Linked DNA regions of Sus scrofa: regions 1 and 3 are each linked to region 2. Evidence: chromatin contacts called from public Hi-C and promoter capture Hi-C data. All regions are on one chromosome and are shown on one strand. The core of a region is the stretch at or near the end of the contact, and the rest is flanking DNA. Distances in the headings are between cores, read along the strand shown.

Evidence for each region. Promoter capture Hi-C pulls out the DNA fragments that hold promoters and counts their contacts. Hi-C and Micro-C count contacts between places; a contact is called where the count stands out from the background.
Region 1: a contact with region 2 is called in a promoter capture Hi-C map of liver, with 5 times the contacts expected there. A contact is called at or near these places in 1 of 5 promoter capture datasets (liver), 1 of 47 Hi-C or Micro-C datasets (skeletal muscle) and 2 of 2 datasets of targeted methods (alveolar macrophages and skeletal muscle).
Region 3: a Hi-C map of heart right ventricle shows a contact between it and region 2, with 2.9 times the contacts expected there. A contact is called at or near these places in 1 of 47 Hi-C or Micro-C datasets (heart right ventricle) and 1 of 2 datasets of targeted methods (alveolar macrophages).

What each region holds. Positions count from the first base shown.
Region 1 is chr3:68,851,046-68,853,745 of Sscrofa11.1, reverse strand. It overlaps MOB1A (MOB kinase activator 1A), which reads right to left and starts at 1,277. Exons shown (of 6, transcript XM_021087363.1): 1 at 994-1,277. The coding sequence starts at 1,007.
Region 2 is chr3:69,236,948-69,239,647 of Sscrofa11.1, reverse strand. TPRKB (TP53RK binding protein) reads right to left here and starts at 1,323. Exons shown (of 5, transcript NM_001144846.1): 1 at 1,305-1,323.
Region 3 is chr3:68,882,129-68,884,828 of Sscrofa11.1, reverse strand. BOLA3 (bolA-like protein 3) reads right to left here and starts at 1,382. Exons shown (of 4, transcript XM_003481180.4): 1 at 1,193-1,382. The coding sequence starts at 1,246.

The DNA.
Region 1 (2,700 bases), core at 28-2,527, 390 kb after region 2:
ACGGTCTAGTAATAAGGAAACTTTAAAATATAAATCGGATTTTTTGATATGGTGATCATACTTTAAAAAAAATCCAAAGAGGGAAAAAGCGATTTAGACAAAGATACTCTTAGTAGTGCTATTTTATAACTGCAAAGTATTAGAAAGAATCCAAATTTCTCACAATAAATGGGGTAAACTGTAGTTATGAAACACTATGTAATTTAATAAAACTTGGAAAAAATGCCAAGTACGTGGGTAATGCCCATAACTAAAAATGGATATGTATTTGCTCATACAAGACATGTTAAAGCAAAATAATAAGAGCCCCCTGAGAATAACACGTAAGGTGCTAGAGCAATGCTTCTCAAAGCTAAATGTGCTTAAGAATCATCAGAGTTACACTTTCCCATTTAAGCCGCACTTGCGCCCAGACGTTATCTCTAAAATAAGAGTCTACCGAGTTAAAACGCAGTTAGCTAATTATACAAATTCACAAAGTGGGCTGGATCAGAATTTGGACACAAGGCCGCCAGCTTAACTTTCAGCTTCTCAAACTGCGGCACTCCACATTTTCCGCGGGGGTAACCGAATACTGATGACAATAAAGGGGGACGTATAGTAGAGTAAAAAGCCAAATCTGTATGGATCGTTACCAAAAGGCTGGAGACCGGAGAAAAATTGGAAGCCCCAAGCGGGGCCCATGGCTCCGCCCCTAGATCATCCCTCTGCCCTCAGGCGCACTCGGGCGGAAAAGTTTCGGCGGCGCCGCCGGCCTCGGGGCCTTCCTACTCCCCAACTTTCTCGCTCCGCTTCCTCTGCCTCGACCTTCACCTCCGTCTGCCTCTGACCACAACCAGGCTTCCCTGCGACCCCGAGCGGTGGCAAAGCAAGAGCCGGGTACGCCAGCCCCGACCCCGGGACCCGCCCTCTCCTCAGGCTCCCACTGGCCCCCTCCACGACCTCGGCCCTCAGCCCCCTCAACCCTGAAGCCCTGGGCCGGGCCACACTCACAAGAGGAAGCTCATCTTCTATCCTCAGAGCGGAGGGGAGGGGCCGCTCGCCCCCGCCGAGGTCAGGATTCGGAGTCCGCGCGGGACTGAGGGGGATCCGAAGGTCCTCAGCCGGCGGACAGCGGATGCCCGCGACGCTGCAGCTCGCAGCCGGGGTCAAGCCGCTGCAAGCAGGTGCGAACTACTGCACCCGCCTCGCCTTCCTCCCCGACTTTACGGACCCGAAATGCGGAACCAGCAAAATCTCGCGAGCGAAAGCTTCGTTCAGCCCCGCCCCACCGAGAGGGACTCGGCACGCCCCTTTTCCTTGGGCCGGCTCCTCCACCTGAGCCAATCAGGGACCTTTACGCCGGGACTTCCGCTGAACAAGTTGCCCTGGACTTGGAATCCTCTGCCTGCGATGCTGATGTGCGTGGTCCAGGTTGAAGCAGCTCTATTTTGTCCCAGTTATCTAGATGTCAGATGGCTATGTGTGCGAAATTTTTTACTTAACGTTAATTTGATTTTTTAAGTTGAGATGTAATTTACACAGCATAAAATTCGCCGTTTTTAAAAATATGCTTCAGTGGTTTTCCCACATATTCGGACTTGTAGAGCGGTAACAATTACCTATTTCTAGAACATTTTCCCATCACTTCCAAAGGAAACGGGTACCCATTAGCAGTCGCTCACCATTCCTCCCTACTCCCATCCCTTGGCGACATCTAGTCTACCTTTTTATATGAGTTTGCCTAATCTGGATATTTCAAATAAGTGGAATTGTACAATATGTGCACAATCTTCGTGATTAGTTTCTTTTACCTGATCATGTTATCAAGATTCATCCATGTTGGAGATCCTGTGTTAGCTCCGCAGGTCAGAACCCAGCATGGTGTGCATGAGGATGAGAGTTCCATCCCTGGACTCGCTTGGTGGGTTAAAGATGTGGGGTTGCCACAAGCTGCGGTGTAGGTTGCAGATACCGGTTGGATCCTGCATTGCTGTGGCTGTGGCCTAGTCCGGTGGGCAGCTGCAGCTCTGATTCAACCCTAGCCTGGGAACTTCCATGTGTCGCAGGTATGGCCCTAAAAAGAAAAAATAGAAAGATTCATCCTTGTTGTAGCAGGTATCTGTTCTTCATTCATTTTTTATTATGAGCACTATTCCATTGTATAAATATACCACATTTTGTTTATCCATTCATCTGTTGATGGACTTTGTGGTTGTTTCCAGCTTGGGGCTATTAGGAATAAGGCCATTAGGAACATTCCTCTGTGGGATTTTGTGTGGATGAATGTGTTCTTTTCTCTTGGGTATGTGCCTGGGAATGACTGGGTCATATACTAACTATGTATTTATCTTTGGGGGGAACTGCCAGATTGTTTTCTAAATTGGATGCACTATTTTACCTTCCACTGGCGAATAACTGAGGGTTTTGCTATTTCCACATCCTTGATAACATTTGTTACTGTGTATCTTTTTTATTATAGCCGTTCTCGTGGGTGCGAAGTGGTAGCTCCAGATTTTGATTTGCATTTCCCTGTTGGCTGATGTTAAGAATCTTTTCAAGTGCTTATTGGCTATTTGAAACAAATTTATCTCTCTCTTCCTTTAAGTTGCCTCAGGCCCCCAAAGGATCATCCAAAAAGGGGTCCTGGTCCAGTATCAGTCTTCATCCACCGTCTCCACAGCATCAGCATTCCTCCATTCCTTTTGTTCCTCAACACCA
Region 2 (2,700 bases), core at 74-2,573:
TGTTGCACAAGACCAAAAGACCAAAAGTTAACACCGTAGGTCACTAACAAAAAAATATCTTTACTTAACGAGATATTTTTTTGCTTTTTAGGGCTGTGCCTGTGGCATATGGAAGTTGCCCAGCTGGGGGTTGAAATCAGAGCTGCAGCTGCTTGCATATACCCCAGCCACAGCCACAACCACAGCCAGGCCAGATCTGAGCCGTATCTGTGACCTGCACCACGGCTCACGGCAACACCAGATACTTAACCCACTGAGCAAGGCCAGGGATCCAACCCGAGTCCTCATGGATACTAGTCACGTTTGTTACCGCCAAGCCACACTGGGAACTCCCTAACAAAGTAACTTTAATAAGAACATATAAAAGTGTTAAAATAGAAAAATCTATCCCGAAAACACATCTGGCATTCTCACAGTATACTGTCTTCCTAAACCTGCTGTTTCTAGCTTCCTTTACCATTCCTGGCGAAGGATCAAGGTTGCCACCTGATCCCCTGCTTGTGCAGTAAGTCCGGCTCTGATCCGTGGATGAGATGCCGTTTCCCCAATAGACAACTAGGTGCAGATTACCAAAAATGTTTTAGATCACAGGTTACTTTTAGCATTAATGAAACCTCACTCCAACTTCTTAGCCTTTTTAGTTTTCTTATCTCACCATTTGATTTATGTTTTAGCAGCACCTAGACACAAATACGAAAGAAGAAAATAATCTTACAGAGGAAAAGTATGACATGACTCAGAGAACTCATTTCACACATGGGGATTTAAGCAGGGAGGGCACAATGCTTTAATAATACTGGCCCTTTATAGACATAAATTGAACAAGAAAAGGACGGGGTATATACAAAGACATAAGAGAAACATGACAAATAACTACAAAGACATATCCTTGCACAGAAAAACAAAGCATTGCAAAAATTTGATCTTTAAAACAATTTCAATCAGTCCTAATGAGATATTTGGGTGAGGCAATTTGATAGGTTCATTTTATCCTTTTACCTAGGAGGTTCCATTTACAGCATTTTTCTCAAAGAATAAACTGGCAATCTGAAGGTTTATGTAACAAGAGGTCCTTATCATTATCCTAACAGTAAAAGCTGAAAAGAACTAGTAACAGGATTTGTTTTCACTAAACAACCACTAAAAACTGTAGTCTTGAAGAGTACTTAAGGATGTATAAAAACAGCAATAAATAACACTAAAACATTTGATGTGGAAATCAAAACATAAAATTGTGGGTTTTTTAAAAAAGGTACACATACACACACACACAAAATTGAAAGAAAAATACAACGAAAAATTACCTTTGACCTGCTGGAATTTCATCTGACTTTTTTCTTATTGTAACAAAAGAAAAAAAGAACATTTGTGAATAACGTCCTGGCACACAGCAGTTCAGTCATAATCAAGGTCCAATGGAAAAAAAAATACAGAAAGATAAAATGTACACCCAATTATAAAAGAAGATGCACCCAGAAAACAAAAACACGAAGTACACCAAAATATGGCCATCTTGGGCAGTAGAATTGAAGGCAATTTCTAAGGTCTCCTATAAATATTTTTCTATGTGCTGAATTTTCTACAATGAGTACTCAAAATATATAATGAGTACATACAACCAGAGAGAAAAAAAATGTGGTTTTTGTTTTTACATGAGGGGAAAAAGGACCTCTAGCAAACGTCAGAATAGTTTGCTTTTCTTTTACATAATTCATTCAGTCCAGAAACTTCGAGTCACTGCTGGATACTGACCTCTCACTCAAATCCCATATCTAATCCAAAAGTCTTGTCAATTTAAATTTTATTTTTCACCCTGCCCACAGCACGTGGAAGTTCCAGGGGCCAGTAATCAAACCCGGGCCACAGCAGGGACCCAAACCGCTGCAGTGACAACGCCAGATCCTTAACCCACTGCACCACAGGAGAACTCCTTGTCAATTTTTAATATCTTGACGGATACAATTCTCTCCATACCCACTGCCACCACAGTGGGCCACCAACTCACATCCACAGTTTGGCCTCCTAGAAGTGCTCAGCTCACAGTTCCTGCCCTCCTATCATGCAGCCGCCACCTGGGAGTCAAAACCATCTTTTCACAAACAAGAACAAAATAATGCCACTTGCAGCAACATGGATGGAACTAGAGACTCTCATGCTAAGTGAAGTAAGTCAGAAAGAGAAAGACAAATACCCTATCACTTATATCTGGAATCTAATATAGGGCACAAATGAACCTATCTACAGAAAAGAAACAAACTCAGGGACACGGAGAACAGACTTGTGCTTGCCAAGACGGAGGGGGAGGGAGGGAGATGGACTGGGAGTTTGGGGTTAGCAGATGCAAACTACTGCATTTGGAATGGATAAGCAATGGGATTTTGCTGTGTAGCCCATGAAACTATATATGATCACTTGTGATGGAACATGATGGAGAATAATGTGAAAAAAAGAATGTATGTATGCATAACTGGCTCACTTTGTGAGGCAGAAATAGACAGAACACGGTAAATCAACTATAATTTAAAAACTATTATCGGAGTTCCCGTGGAGGCACAGTGATTAACGAATCCAACTAGGAACCATGAGCTTGCGGGTTCGATCCTTGGCCTTGCTCAGTAGGTTAAGGATCCGGCATTGCCGTGAGCTGTGGTGTAGATCACAGACGCGGCTCGGATCCTGCGTTGCTGTGGCTGTGGTGTA
Region 3 (2,700 bases), core at 133-2,632, 350 kb after region 2:
CCCTTTATCCCCTTAGTCCTGCTCATCCTTAGGCCTTTCCTGATGGCCCAGAGCAGGGTCCTATGTTAGTTAAAGAATCTCAGATCACCTCCTTTAAATGCCCTGTGCACTAACTCTTTCACCAACTGGTCTCAGAGGCCAAGACTGAGTCTGTCCTGTTCTGCAGTCTTCCAGAACTGCCCAGGGCAGGCCCTCCGGAAGATGTGGGTGATGGATGAATGAATGAATCAATGAACAGGGGAAGAACCACGTGATTCAGGGCATACCTATGGATCACCAGCAAAGAAATCTCGATTCTAACACTTAGCAGAAATGCAGGTCAGGAGAAAGATCTGACTTGGGAGGGAGACTGAGTGCTGTATGTGACAGACACTTGATGTTGTGGGCCTGGGTAAGATGGGGTGGGGGGGTTAGGACCTCTCCTGAAGCCAGTGCCCTGGGGGACAAAGGCAGAGGGTAACCAGGTGGCTCGGAAGAAGCAATCACTAAGGGGTCAGGGTGGTTGGCACTGCTGACTCCTTGGGAGAAACCTTCCCTCATCTCAGCTATCTGCAGGCAGTGGCTTTTAAAAACCTAGCAATCTACTGACAAAAATCTCCGGAATGCGGACTGTCCAGGCTGGAAGTCACCAGGAGAATTGCTCGTCATGCCTGGGGGAGGCAGGTTCAAAAGAAGAAAGAATGTGAGAAGAAAGCCAAAGAAGTGGATGAATCAGAAAGGGGGAGAGAAAATTCGGAGAGCGCGTGGGGAGTGCCCTCTGCGGGCTTGCTACTAGGGGAGTGTGGGATTTGGGGAGGGTCAAGGTCACAGAAGCCGGGCGGACGTTCTGGAGCCCAGACCCAGCCACAGTCCCTGGCATGCACGCCGCGACTCCCGGCTATGCCTCCCACGTCTCTGGTAAATCAACACTGCTTGGTCCGTGGCCGCCGTATTCAGAATGTTTGCGCATCCGTTCCCCTCGCCCTCCACCCCCGCCCTGTTCGCGGGAGCTCCCCCAGCCCGCGCCGGGCCTGACACTTCGACTACGCGTAGCCGGGCCCGCTGGATGAACGAACCAACGGATGAGAGAAAGAACGCGGAGGCCCCCGGCTCGGCGCGCCGCCCTCCGCGAGCGGGTGCTCCAGCTCTGGCCGCAGCCCGCCCCGCGGTCTCCCGCCCCGGCGAGAGCAGCCCGGCCCCCGCCCGCGCTCACCCCGCGGCTCCCGCGGAGCAGAGGCGCTGCCGCGGCCGGGCTCCAAGCAGCCATGCCCGGCCGACGCGGCCCGCCGCCCGAGGTCGCCGAGTCTCCCAAAAGGCGCGGAACCCGGAACCCGAGCCACCTCCGCCGTGGGCGAGGCCGCCCCCTGCCGTCTGGAGGCCGGGAGCCGCCCCGCACGCCCGGGGCCCCGCCCTCCGCCTTCTCTCGCGAGCAGCCTCCGCTGCCCAGGCTGGGGACAGAGCCAGTACCCGGGGCTCCATGCAGCCTTCGGACTTCCCCTCGTCCCAAGGACCCTGGTGCCCTAAGTGGACCGCCGCTGTGCCCACTCACCACCCCACACCCTGCTGTTAAACGGAGGGTCTTGGGGGTTCCCGTCGTGGCTCAGCGGTTAACGAATCCAACTAGGAACCATGAGGTTGCGGGTTTGATCCCTGGCCTTGCTCAGTGGGTTAAGGATCCGGCGTTGCCGTGAGCTGTGGTGTAGGTCGCAGATGCGGCTGGGATCCCGCATTGCTGTGGCTCAGGTGTAGGCTGGCAGATTAGACCCCTAGCCTGGGAACCTCCATATTCCACAGGAGCGACCCTAGAAAAGACAGAAAGACAAACAAAAACACAAAACAAAACAGAGGGTCTTGGGTTTCTCCCTCCAGGAAGGAACCAGGGAAGGATTCTAAAGAGGGGAGTCATTGTCAGATTTGTGCTTTAGAAAGATCACTGAGGAGCGGAGACAGTAGGGGGCTGAAATTGGAGAGGAGGACAGAAGTCCCAGCTTCTGTTCCGAAGGAGAGGGGAGACCCAAGGGGAGACCTGGTAGCAGGGATGGGAGGAGTAGATTGAGACACCTGGGAGGAATGGACTGGAGTGACCGGCTGAAAGTAGCAGGGCTGAAGGTGGCAGGGATGAGGCTCAGGTTTCTGACTTGGATAGATGGAGGAGGGCTAGGCGTGGGATGATGGGGATTGACTAACTTGGTTTTGAATTTGCCTCAGTTTAAGGTGCCTGCAGGACACGGCTCAGCAGAGGTGGAGGCTTGGAGTCACAGACCTTGGCATTTTGAGAATGCAGGGGAAGCTGACACTATCAGGGACGGATTGTCAGCAAATCTGCCCCATGTCTGGAATACTTCAGACAGTTCGAAGCAGAAATTCAACCAAGCCCTTTCTCTCTCTAGCAGTATGTGCATATAGCATGTGGTCTGGTATACCGTGAAGGATGAACCAGCTCTTTTTACTCTTGCATTTTGCCTATGCAATCAGTATGTTCACTGCTGCACTTGGATGGGTTGTGTAAGCAGATAGGTAGAAGGTCCCGGAAACAGAGAACCAGGCATGGATTTTTGACATAAGCCATTTTCAGCCTGTCATTTGTGATCTAAGCCTGGCCACAAGGGTTAGATCTTGGGTCTCAGTAATTAATGATCTTAGGGAAACAGAAGTATGTGGGAACAGACGGACTCTTACCAGACAAGAGAAGTAACAACAGCAAAGATAGTAAATCAGTTG